Linked DNA regions of Bos taurus: region 1 is linked to region 2. The links are chromatin contacts, called in public Hi-C maps. All regions are on one chromosome and are shown on one strand. Each heading gives the region's core, a stretch centred on a gene start, on an enhancer-like site or on the middle of the called end of the contact. The rest is flanking DNA. Distances are from core to core; before and after follow the strand shown. Region 1 overlaps GSE1 (Gse1 coiled-coil protein). Region 2 overlaps GSE1 (Gse1 coiled-coil protein).

Region 1 (5,706 bases), core at 2,392-4,891, 190 kb before region 2:
GAGTGCCAAAGGCCTGGCTGGCTCCTGCGGCCCCCTTCCCTCCTCTCTGCATGCAGTGAGACAAAGTAACAGAGGCCAGCCGGGCACCCCCTTTCAGGGCAGCGGGGCAGGACTGCCCCGATAAGGGCCCGCTGGAAGTATCCGTGTAGCTGTTATCACAAAGCCAGGCCTGCCGAGCCCGGGGCGGGCGGGGCAGCGACTCCCTGCCCTGCCGGATGACACACGGCGGCCCCTCACCTGTGGCGTGGCCCGGCTGAGTCAGGCGGCAGGTTCTGCCATACCCGCGGGTGGAGGCGCCCATAAACACAGGCTGAGCAACGCTGACGTGCCCCGAGCAGAAGTAACACCCAGGGAGGCCCAGAGGCAGGCAGCCTGTTCACCTGGGGTTCCCCCCGACCCAACTTTCTACTAGGGGGAGAAGGTCCAGCAGGCCTACTTTCCGGAGACCCAAGTGCCCCACCGGAGACCTTCTGCCCTCCCATCCCATTCCGTCCCACCCCCACCCTCCGGCCTGGAAATCGGCTTAGGCAGGGAGGTTCCCACCCAGGATCCGAGGGGGCCCTTTGTTCCAGCCTTTCACAAAAGAAGCCCTTTTTTGTTTCATCTGGTGGTCCCGCTTTTTGTTTCCAAACCACAGCCTGTGTGGGCCCCAGATAAGGCACTGCAGGGGTTAACAAGGATTTAATGTATTTTAGACGCACTTCCCAGACAAAGGCTAGTTTACAAAACAAGAGCCAAATCGACTCAACTCGGCCAGTATCCACCAACCAGCCGGCGGGCAGGTGCTTCCCCCGCCGCGCACACAGCCCTCCAAACTTAAGAGCCGTCGCTCCGGCAGGGGACCCCGGTCCATCACGTGGGGGGTATCGCGGCAACACTTCACCCAATCCGAACGACCCCTTCCCCCCACGACCCCGCGCCTCCATCTCCCCTGCGCACTTCTCAGGGGTCCCATTAATCCCCCACCCCAAACTCGGGAGGGGGAGTGGGAAGGGGGGAGGCGGGAGGACGAGCCCGACTCCCGCTCCGCCTCCACGGAGGGAATTTAATTAGCCTGCTGGAGAGGCGGGCGGGCGGCCGACGAGGTGTCTCTGCTGCTGCAATATAATTGAATCGGCTCCACTCGGTCGGGCCACTCGCCGCCCATCAGCGCGGCTGCCGGGCTGGGGGCGGGGAGGCGCATCCAGGCGGAGCAAGAAAGGCCGAGGAGGGGGGGGAAAGGGCAGCGCGGGTGGGGGGCGGCGGATGCAATCACCTCCCACCTCGGAGGCCGGGGCAGCCATCTTCAGCGGGAGGAGGGGCAGGGGACCGGCTCCTACGGGGCGGGGGGGAGCAGAGAAGCGGGGGAGAAGCCGTGGAGCCCGGGGCGCGCCCTTGGACAGCAGGGCGTGGGGGTCGGAGACCTGGAGGCTGCAGTCCCGCCCTCCCGGCGGTCTCCCTAGCTCCGAGGGAAGGGGGAGGGGAGCGAGACAAAAAAAACCCAACCTCGCGGCCCCAGCGGGCGATGCCCCCCGCCCACCGCAGCCGCCGCCAGCACCTGCCGCGGGGGCGCAGCGCCGCCCCCCTCGCTCCCTCCCCCGCCGCCGCAAAGTTTTCACTCCGGCTCTGGAGCGTAGACAGCTCACAGAGAGCCCCCCAGCTCCCTTGCTTCCCACCCGCCGCACGCTCGTAAAGCACCACTCGCCTAACGAAGCCACCGAGCCCGAGCCCCGGGGAGGCCCGAGCCCCCCTGGAGGCCGGACGCCCAGGCTGCGACCAGCCGCGGGACGCGGGGCCTTGGGTCGCTGGCCTGCCCGCCCGGCTCTTATCGCCGCACACACTCCGGGGGAAGTTGCCCCGGAGCCGTTGGCGGCGCCCCCGCGAAACCCACGAACTTGGAGGAGAGGGGGGCGGGCGCGGGGGGTGGGGGCGCGCGCGGAGACCGCCGCCCGCCCGGCTAGACGCGCTCACCTTTCATGCCAGGGCCCCGCCGCTCCGCCTCGGCTGACACATGCTGGAGCCACCGTCGCCCAGTGTTTGTCTAAACTGCTTATCTCACCCGGGGCTGCGCGGCGGCGGCGGCGGCGGCGGCGGCGGCTCTGGCCCGCTGGGGAGGTGGAGCTTCCGGGGCCCCGGCCAAGAAACACCTGCTGCTGTCGCCGCCGCCGAGGACACACCCAAGCGCAACGCCGCCCACTCTCGGGCCACTGGCTCGCTCCCGGCTCTCTGACCTCAGCCAGCGGGAGGTGTCGGGTTTCAGCCGCAAACACACGCGCTCGCGCGCGCGCACCGACCGGCGCCCGGGTACACCCGCGCGGGCACACGCCCCTCCCCAGACAGGCCGGCCAGGTGAGCCGAGGACACCAGCAGGTAGGGGAAGTGCCACCCTCAGGTTCCCGGGGACCCCGGGCTTCACTGCTCAGGGGTCCCACCTACACTGGTGTCCGAGACCAGCCACTGGATTCCAAAAGCTGGGAGCGGTCACTTTCAACACGCCCACCAGGCGAGCAGCGCCCGTGCGCGTCTCCCGACTGCTTTCCGAGCGTCGAGAACAGCGTGTGCCACAAAGCAGACCCCCCGAGAAGTGAGCGGACAAACTCACGTGTGCTGGAGGCCTCCTAGAGGAAAACTTTTTCGGAGCTGGTGTCTGTGTTGGGGGGTGGGGGCAGGAGGGGGCAGACAAAGTAGGCTGTGTGCGTTTCTCCTCCCCAGCCCCTCTTAACTCTCCCAATTTGAAAGAGTTGAATGTTAAGGACTCGGGCCTACGCACCTTCTTCCCCCCAAATTCCAAGAGCTCCGCCTTCTCGTTCTAAGTAACTTTGGGGAAGGCCACAGTGCGGGGGGCGGCGGGGTAGTTCTTTTAAAGAACTCACGTCCCAGCGGCTGGAGAGTCCACGCAGGCGCCGCTCCGCCAGGGGGGTCATTAAGTAGCTGGGGTTGCGGTCAGAGGCGAGGCCGCCCGCCTCCAGAAACTGGCACGACCCACTGGGCCTCCGGCCCCAGAACAGCGCCTCCCCATTCCTGGCACCCCACCACCACCGCCACCACCACCTCACCCAGGCACTTGACAGACTGGAATGACTCAGGGAGCGTCCTGAAATTCCTGGGCACCCACAGGCGGCACGGCGAGAGCGGAGGGCCCTGGCCTCCCCGCCCCCACCGGCGGCGGGCGCAGAGGACCAGCCCGGCACCCCCTACCCGCCCCCAGCCCCGCGTCTCCGGGAAGCGCCGGGTCAATGGCGGCCCGCCTCGCCCGACGCCCCCTGGCCCTGGCGCGCCCCGCGCTCTGACCCCGCGCGTCCCAAGCTCCCAGGGTTGCTCGGATGCACCGGGGTCTCTGCCTGTACATCCTCTTTTTGAAAATCCTCTCCATCTACAGCCTTCCTGCTTTGCAGCCCCGGAGGCAAACCAGCACCCACCCCTCAGCACCCCGCCGTAGCGCCGCGCTGCGGGTTTCAACTTTCGGCCGCCGGTGCCAGCCCGCGCTTCTGCCAGCCCCAAACCTGCCCCAGGACATGCCCGCGCCGCGCTTGGCAGGCGCGCACGCAGCCGTCCCCGCGGGCCCAGCCTCCCCCGCCTCTCGTCCTCCCTCTCCCGCCCTCCCTTCCCTCCCCGCGCCAGTCCGGATTGCGACGGGAGGGAGCGCTGGGCGCCTGCCACCCCCCATCCATCTGTTCCCGATGACGCTGGCGGGCCTGGAGCAGTCGGAGCCCGCGCCAGCGGGGAGCAGGACTCGCCTGGGTGCCCGCCCGCCCGGGGGGCGAGGGGCAGGGCGCGGACGGACGCCCCCAAGCCACCCACTCCCCTGCTCCGCCTTCCGCCGAGGGCACGCGGGTCGGCCCCTCGCCTTGCACAAGGCTCCTGGCCGACCACAAACGAAAAGGGAAACGGACCTGCGAGGCCGAGCCGGGGGCCGTTACCGGCTCCTACCTGTGGGGGCCGGCCGGCCGGCCCTGGCACCTCGTGGGAGGGGCGCTTCCCCTTCACCCCCCACCGCCTGGCTTCGGGCCGCGCCTCCCTCGTGCGGGCCTAGGCCTCCGCCGGACGCTTTCGTTTACGCACCACACGGTGTCCCCACGGCGCGGCCTCCGGGAACTCACACTCAGCAGGGGACAGCAGACTCGGCGCGGAGGACGCGGTGCCTCCATCGCCGCCGGGAGTCTCCGGGAGGAGGGGGGTGGGGGAGGGAGGAGTCAGGAGAATTCAACCTAGGGCCTAGGGCCTGAAAAACCAAATTAAAAAACCTCTGGGGGCGGGTCCCACACTTTCCCACCTGGACTACAGGCTGGGGCGGGGGGAGTAACTTACGCAGGAAAACTCGCACCTGGATCGGACTCTCCTCCCAGCCCCGTCCCCAGGTCTGGACGCTGGGGCCCACCCTCCAACTCTCTCACCAGGACACGGTGGGCCAGCTCATTTCCCTTCATCCTGGGGAGACCCTGATGGTGGTGGTAGAGAGGGGGAGGTCAAGTTCTTCCACATGTCTGAGGACCACCGTGGCAAAACACAGAATTTTGTGGAGTGGCCACTTGGGTTCATCGTTTGGCTACTTTATTCAGAGTTGGTAGATTCCCCCGCCCCCTCCCAGGCATCTGGTTCCGCTGCATGGCGGGACGGGGAGCCTGATCCCGGTTCCCAGATGAGGAAGTCGAGGCCGCAGTTGCTCAAGGTCACGTGCACACACTGGTGCAATGGGAGCTGTGCTGGGAGCTGCTCACACCTGCAACCAGTCTCCCTTTCCCAGTACAGCCCGTCGAGGCCTCGGGGAGCTGCAGGGACGCCCCGCGGCCGCACGGGGGCAGCGGCGAGCTGGCTTGTCCGCCCCCGGCCAGAAAAATGCTGGCGGCCACCAGGCGGGCTGGCACGGTGGCGATGGGTGACACTCGCTGTCGGTGCGCCCGGCCCCGGGAAATCAGTAATCCGGAGCATGGCCTCCGGGTTGAAGGGTGAGAATTGCTCTCCCGCAGCCCGTGCGCTCCGCGCTAGCGAGGTTGGTGGCTTGACTCCTCCACTTCCCGCCACTCAGGCTGGGGCTGGCAGCCCTCCATTTCTTCAGGGGCGTTTCTTCCCCTCCCGGTGGGGCCTGTTCCCACCCCGTAGCCGGTCCAGAGCCCTCCCTGGGCTCAGCCCTCCTCTCCTTCTTCCCCAGATGCTTGGGAACCGGACAGAAAAAGAAGGTTGGAGTAAAAGGGCAACTTTTACCGAAGGCCATGGTCAGTCCCATGGCAGAGGGGGGGGCCAAATGGGGACCCTTCCCGGAGTGGGGACACCTGCCCCAATGACCCAGCTCACCAGGATCCTGTTTCCCTGGTGCTAGGGGCAAGAGGATGCTGGTGAGTGCCCGCTCACACCCCCGACTGGGGTCAAATTAACTGGAGCAGGAAGCAGAGATCAGGAGGCCTTCTCCTGGCTGAGCACCTCCTCAGGAGGTTCCTTCAAAATCCAGCCCACCTCCAGCAGCTCACACGCTCAGTCATCCTGTCCGACTCTGCGACCTGGTGGACTGGAGCCCGCCAGGCTCCTCTCTGTCCATGGGATTCTCCAGGCAAGAATACTAGAGTGGGTTGCCATGCCGTCCTCCAGGGGATCTTGCTGACCCAGGGATTGAACCCGGGTTTCCTGCATCACCCGTGGATGAGCCACCAGGGAAGCCCCGCGAGCAGCCTGGAACTCGGGAAACCTATACGATGAAGCCCTCAGTGAAGTAAAAGCCCCTCCTTAAACTGA
Region 2 (6,432 bases), core at 3,600-6,099:
ATGAATACATGTGTGATCATGCACTGAGGCTGTGTATGTGTGTGTGTGTGAGAGAGATGGCATGTACATATGTTGGGAACTGTGTGTACGTGTGTGCACGGAGCTCTGGGTGCCCAGGGCCAGCCTGCTAGGCTATGGTGGACACCCCGCAGCAGCTCCAGGCTGGAGGGTGCTGGAGTCCGTCCCTGCCCCAAGACGAGCCTACAGGGAGGAGGAAGGCTTCTAGAACTTCTCCTACTCGGAAGCACTTTGACCAGCTCTGTCCCAGGCCCACTCCATCCTTCCAGCTCACTCAGGGTCCACCGTGGGCTTCCCCGCCAGGGCACCAGCGGAAAGCCCCCAAGCAGGGCCCCCAGGCGTCCAGGCCTCTGTCACCAGGGATAGAGGGGCTGACTGTCTGGCCCGGGGTCCCTCCAGGATGTGAGACTGGGAGAGGTTTTACTCAGTTACCCACACTGCAGAGACGGGGTCTGAGTGTTCGGAAGATTTCGGGGTCACCACATGTCCTGTAGGATACCAGTGCTCCCGGCAGGGGCCAGTCCCGAGGGTCCAGGACCACAAGGCTCCGGCCCCCATCCCTCCAGCTTGTGGGTAAAGGAAGGGCCCGGAACTGCGAGATAAAGCCAGACTCGGAGGGACTGGGGAGGGACTGCGGGCTGGGAGATAAGCCATTGGGGCCGCCATGTGCCCCAGCCCCGCAGGGTGTGTGGCTGGGAGATAACCATGCTTCCGGGGGTGGCCGCCGGGGTCGGGGCTGCGTGATTGATGCCCAGGGGAGGGACGAGCCCGCCGCTCACAGGAGCGGGCACAGGAAGCAGCAGGGGCTCCACGGAGGCCCAGGGGGCCGGGGGCCGGGCGGACTGAGGGCCTGCACTGCTGGCGTGGGTGCCTTAGCTGCCGATGGGGCTCTCAGCACCCCGTGACTGGCGGGGAGACGGGGGTGGGTCACACGGGGCCGGCCCCCGGGTCAGCACAGTGATCCCAGGCTGCCGTCAGGAGGGGGAGCCAACCTGGAGAGGCACCCGGTTCTCATTCTAGGTGACACTTCTCTCCATGAACAGACATGCCCACCTCCGGTTCACCCAGAAGCCCCTTGAGAGGGTGAGCAGGGACAGCTGTCCTAGACCGGGCCGGCGTTCTGGGTGACCCTGAGACGAGGTCACCACGGCAAGGGCCAGAGGGAGCTGCCAGCCTCGGTTCTGGGCCAGTGGGAACTGCCAGGGTCCGACTGCCTGGTTCCAGTCCTGGCTAACTGCCGAGCCCCAGCTTCCTCATCTGTAAATGGGGCTGACACCGCCTTCCTCTTGGGGCTGTTGTGAATATGAAGCTGTACCTAGTCAGAGCACTATACACGTTTACGAAATAAAATTAAATTCACAGTGTGACCTAGCAGATTTCACTCCTAGGTATACACCTGACTCTTGACCAGCACGGGTTTGAATGGCATGGGTCTGCTTACACACGGGTTTCTTTTAAACAGTAGATAGGACAGTACTGTAGGATCTGTGGTTGGTGAATCCTTGGATGGGGGGAACTGTGGGTGCAGAGGGCCGACTATAACTTACAAGAGGATTTTCAACTGCTTGGAGTGTTGGCGCCCCAGCCCCTGCGCTTTTCAAGGGCCGACTGTATACCCCAAAGAACGGAAAACAAGTGTGCCAAGTCAGGCCTGTGAACGAATGTTCACAACAGCGTTCATCGTAACAGCCCAAATGTGGAGACAACCCAAGTGTCCGTCAGTAGAAGAATGAATACGTAAAATGGGGCACAGCCAGGCAGTGGAGTATTACTCAGCCACGAAAAGGAACGGGATCCTCTGATACAGCTACAACATGCACGGACCTTGAAAACAAGCTCAGTGAGGGAGACCGGACCCAAAGGACCGCACATCGTCTGAGTCATGTACGTGAAAAGCCCAGAAGAAGCAAATCCGTAGCAGCGGAAAGCAGGCTGGGGGCTGCCAGGGGTGGGGGCAGGAGGAGCGAGCACCACTGCACGGCCCAGGGGTCCCTTTGGGGGCGATGAACTGGGAAGAGGTGATGGCCGTGTAACATCGTGAATGGGCCAAACGCGTTAGTCACTATAAAGTGGCCCGTTTTATGTTATGTGAGTTCTGTCTCAATGCAAAAAGTTTAAATTAACATGCACTGCCAAGACTTTACCAGCAGGCTCCCACGCCCACCCAGAAACTAATGAAATGTAAAGGCTGGGGAAGGAGTACCTCTCACCTGGGCAGGACAGCACGTGCCCTGGGGAGGAGCCGCCGGGAAGGCTGGTTGTGAGGGTGGATGACGGATGCCCACCCACCCAGTGAGTGCTAGGTGGATCCAATCAGATTTGGGGCTGCACCAAATGCAGCCGATTTGTGAAACGGGTCTATGTCACGATTTCAAGCCACCACCGTCCAACACAGAGCACAGACCAAAGGTCTGAGACTCAGAGTAAACCCAATTGTGGTGGGGGGTGCTGGGAGGTGGGGACACCTGGGCAGGAGAGAGGGGGATTCCTCACCTCACTTCGCCCTGCCCCTGTCTTGCTTGTGACCTTGACCAGTGGCTACCCAGGCTTCACTTTCCTCGTCTGCAGAAACAAGGGCCTGACTCTGGGATTCCAGGAGGAGATGGGGCAGGATTCAACCTCCGCCCAGTACAGATGAGGCCCTGGAGTTCCACCCCTTCCTGAGAGAACAGTCTCCCTCTGTCTCCAGTAGGACCCCCACCACCCTCCTTGGAATCCTGGAATCCTTCAAGTCATGGTGCTGTCTCTCCTTCTCCAGGAAGCCCTCCCAGACTTCTCCGATGTGTGCCCTTAACCTTTGGGGTGCCCGGCTGGACTCTAAGACCCCTGAAGACAAGGTCTCTACCTGTGACTTTCTGCTACCATTCAGGGAGATAGTGACTATCCATGTTAGAATTTCCCGGCCAGTCCTGCAGTTCTTATAATCCACAGGAATATTCTAGAAATCACGTTTTGCCTTCCCAAGGCCAGATACCTGCCTGAGGGCCTATCTTTGGGTTTGGAAAATAAGCCTCTCTGCCACCAAGGCTGGCAGGGCTGGGGCGCCCAGGAGGCTTGGACTGGGCGGGAAGACCCGGCGCAATAAGTGCTCAACGCTCATAAGTTGTTGCTTGTACAAGGGGGAGAACCGGGTCCCCCTGCCGTGAGCGGGGCATCAGGGAGGCTGGGTGGCTCCCCACAGCTCATTGCCCCAAAACGGGCTTCCCGACTTCGACCCTCCCACGCACACCCACTCTCCAGACGAGCCCTGGGAGGCCAGCCCAAGTGGACGGTGTCCCCGTGGAGGGCGCCGGGTCGGCAGGCTGGGGAAGGGGCTGGTGGGTCCTGAATGTCATGGAGCCTAGGAAGGGAGCCTGGGCCCATGGTCCTTCCTAAGATGCCCAGAGTGCCCGTGGAGGAAGGAGGGGGCTGCATAAGACCAGTGTGAGTGCGGCCTCTGCCCGACTCTGAGCTCCCTGCTGCCTGACCACGTGTTCCCAGTTGGCTGGGGCACAGATGAGCAGGCCGATAAGCCCCTTTCCTGGGGACAGGGCTGTCTGCAGAAGGCCTTGAGATAAGGCTGAGAGGCAGCGCCGAGCCTGTGGTTTCCTTGTGCTGGGGAGGTGGGGCCGGCATGGGCAGAGGAGCTGGGGTGACAGGGGGCTCAGGCCTGCCCCCACCCAGGTCCCAGAGAGGGAGAGAGGGAGGCCGCCCCCTGCAGCCCTGCAGCTGTTTACGAATCCAGGGCTCACCCCACGCCAAGTCTGGTGCCAGCCACCCCTGGGGGACAACGGAGGTGAACCCCAGCCTCCTAACTGCCAGGACCTCCAGGTGTCAGAGCAGAGAACAAAGCTGGCAGCTTCTACCCAAGGCACATGGAGTGAGGAAGCAACTGGCATTTTCTACACGCTGTCCCGTCCCTAAGTGCTTTTCACCTCATTTAATCTATCCACAACCCTACAATCCAGCCTATGAGCTCTGCTTCTGAGATGAGGAAACAAAGGCACAGAGAGGTTAGGTGACTTGCCCGAAGCTCATGAGTCTCTCTTCGGTCGGTGTCTCTTTTTCCAGGTTCTGTTTGGCCAGCAGCCCGCAGTGAGCCCTCAAGTTGAGACGTTATATATTGGCAAGGCAGGCTAGGAGGGAGAGGGGCAGGGCAAGGTGGGGGCAGGGGCTGTGGAACCCACGGGGTGCTGACGCCACACAGATGCCCCTGGGGAATGGGATGCATGGGACACTCAGAACACGCAGACGTCACTCTGACCTCTGAAGGACAGACATGGCTCTTGCAACCCCCCCAAACCACATGCCGCCCACGAGAGGTGGGTGCTCTGTCACCCACGGTCATTCACATGCCCCCACCACAACCAGCACGCCAGGCTTCCGATCAAAGACGACCAGAGCTCCAGAACCGAAGACAAAGACCTGGTTGGTGGAGAAGAGGGTGGGAGGCCCTAGGCCACAGCACACTGAGCAAGTCTGCCCAGGGGACCCTCTGAGATTGTGCAGTGCACAGCCTGAGCAACGGCGGGAGCAGTTCAGAAGCCCTGCGGGGCCCGCAGTTCTGGTAACAGTCGCCATGCTGACCAACCTGTGTCACCCTGGACACCTCTCTCGCTAGAAGACCCCCCTCCCCGCCTCGCCCAGCCCCAGTCCTCCCCGCCAAGCCGCGGGGGCACCTGTGGCTTGGCAGGGCCGGGCGCTGAGGGTGAAGGAAGGCGCAGACATCCGCCACCCTCCCCCACTCCCGGGCGCACCTCCAGCTTCTGGCTCCCGCGGTGACAGCCTGCCTCCCACAGCTCCGAGAACAGAGCCAGGCTGTGTTCACGTGTCCCCCGCCGGGACCACACGGCGGCGGGCAAGAGGGCAGGCGGGCGGGGGAGCAGAACCGCCGCCCCACACCGCCAGGCCACAGGCTCTGTCTGTGCCCAAGCCTGCCATCAGGGAGCCGCGAGGCGGCCAGGCCAGCCCACCCAGCACTGCACTCACCCCGGACCAGCCCCTGGGGGCCAGGGCAGGCCTCAGCAGCCCGGCCTCCCCCTCGCTAGGGAAGACGGACGTCCTTGGCTGTGCCCACTGCACGGACGGGGAGACGGGCTCAGATCGGCCTGCGGGGTCTGGCTCCTGAGACTGTGTGGTCAGCCATCGCCTGGGGGAGGGGGAGACGCAGGGAAGGGGCCGGAGCCACGTGCGGGGATCTGACCCCGGGCCAGCCTGGTCCAGAGCCCCACTTGTCACCCCACGTCTGGGGAGAGGGGATGCCTGGGGTGGTCTCCTGGCCCCCTCGGGGAGGGTGAGGAGCCACTGTCGCTGGAGAAGGGGCAGGGAGGCTGGCCTCAGTCACTTGTCTGTCCCCACCCTACAGAGGCTGGGGCAGCAGTGGGTGCCCCCGAAGGAGGCGGCTGGGGTCCCAGAAGCCGGCCTCAGGGACGCTCTCCTCCACGGTCCCCGCCAAACCAGCAGGTCAGACACACGTCACGTCCAGGCCCCTTGCCGCCTCCAGGGACAGTGGGCCTGGCTGGCTGCCCAAGCCACCGTCTGCACACTAATTCCCTTGGCCCACTGAAACCTCTGGGTGTGCGCACACGTGCCCGTGAACATGCAAGGGAACCACGCGTGTCAACCCCCAACACACACCAACATACACAGACACAGACACGCGTACTCAGACACACAGACAGACAGACACACAGCCCCCAGGGAGAAGGGGTAGGGAGCAACTGATCTGAAATCCACTTGGCCTCTCCGTCTGTCCTGATGGAAATCAAAGGGAAGGAGGGAAGCCTGGTGGGCAGCCAGGGCCTGTGTTTTATGAAGGAGATGCAGAGAGTGTGTGGTCCTGCCATGGTGACGGGTGACCACAGAGGACTGTGGGAACAAAAGCAGTCATTCCTGCCCCGGGCTGTCTGCTCCCTGTGGGCTGGGGTCTCCATGTTGCCTGGGAAGAGAGGAGACCCGGCATTCATTCATTCTTCATTCAGTCAAGCATCCACCCACCCATCCATCCTTCCATCCACCCACCCTCCACTTCCTATCCATCCTTCCATCCTCCACCCTCTATCCATCCATCCATCCATTCATTCTCCACTCTCCATCCATCCATCCTTCTAGAAATGTTACTGAGCACCTACTGTGCACAGACCCTCTGCTAGGCAGCAAGCAGGACGTCGGAGGCCCTGTCTGACATGGCGTGGTGCTGGAAAAAGGACAGCATGACTGAACACGTGCTGTGCGTGCAGCCTCGTTTAACCCCATGGTGACCCTGTGTGGCAGACGCCACCAGCACGCCCACTTCGCAGATGAGAAAGCTGAGGCTCCGCTGAAAAGCAGCAACACAAGAGCCTGTGCTTTTGACTCTTTCCCTTCCCTTCTGTCCCCTTTCCATTTCTGTCTGTCTTATTTGACAAGAAAGAGAACCAGAGAAGTCAGGACCCC

The links. A called contact is a pair of places that touch in the nucleus more often than the background predicts.
Region 1: a Hi-C map of skeletal muscle shows a contact between it and region 2, with 3 times the contacts expected there. The contact joins two enhancer-like sites. A contact is called at or near these places in 2 of 11 Hi-C or Micro-C datasets (liver and skeletal muscle).

The regions. Positions count from the first base shown.
Region 1 is chr18:11,597,511-11,603,216 of ARS-UCD2.0, reverse strand. All of the region lies in intron 2 of GSE1 (Gse1 coiled-coil protein), which reads right to left. Among named protein-coding and RNA genes, the nearest start is that of GINS2, 84 kb to the left of the region's middle. Within about 2 kb of position 3,641, at least 41 of the 102 cell types and tissues checked have an H3K27ac peak or open chromatin away from gene starts, as enhancers often do. A contact at or near this core is called in liver and skeletal muscle, where this site is marked.
Region 2 is chr18:11,412,023-11,418,454 of ARS-UCD2.0, reverse strand. All of the region lies in intron 2 of GSE1 (Gse1 coiled-coil protein), which reads right to left. Among named protein-coding and RNA genes, the nearest start is that of GSE1, 160 kb to the right of the region's middle. Within about 2 kb of position 4,849, at least 34 of the 102 cell types and tissues checked have an H3K27ac peak or open chromatin away from gene starts, as enhancers often do. A contact at or near this core is called in liver and skeletal muscle, where this site is marked.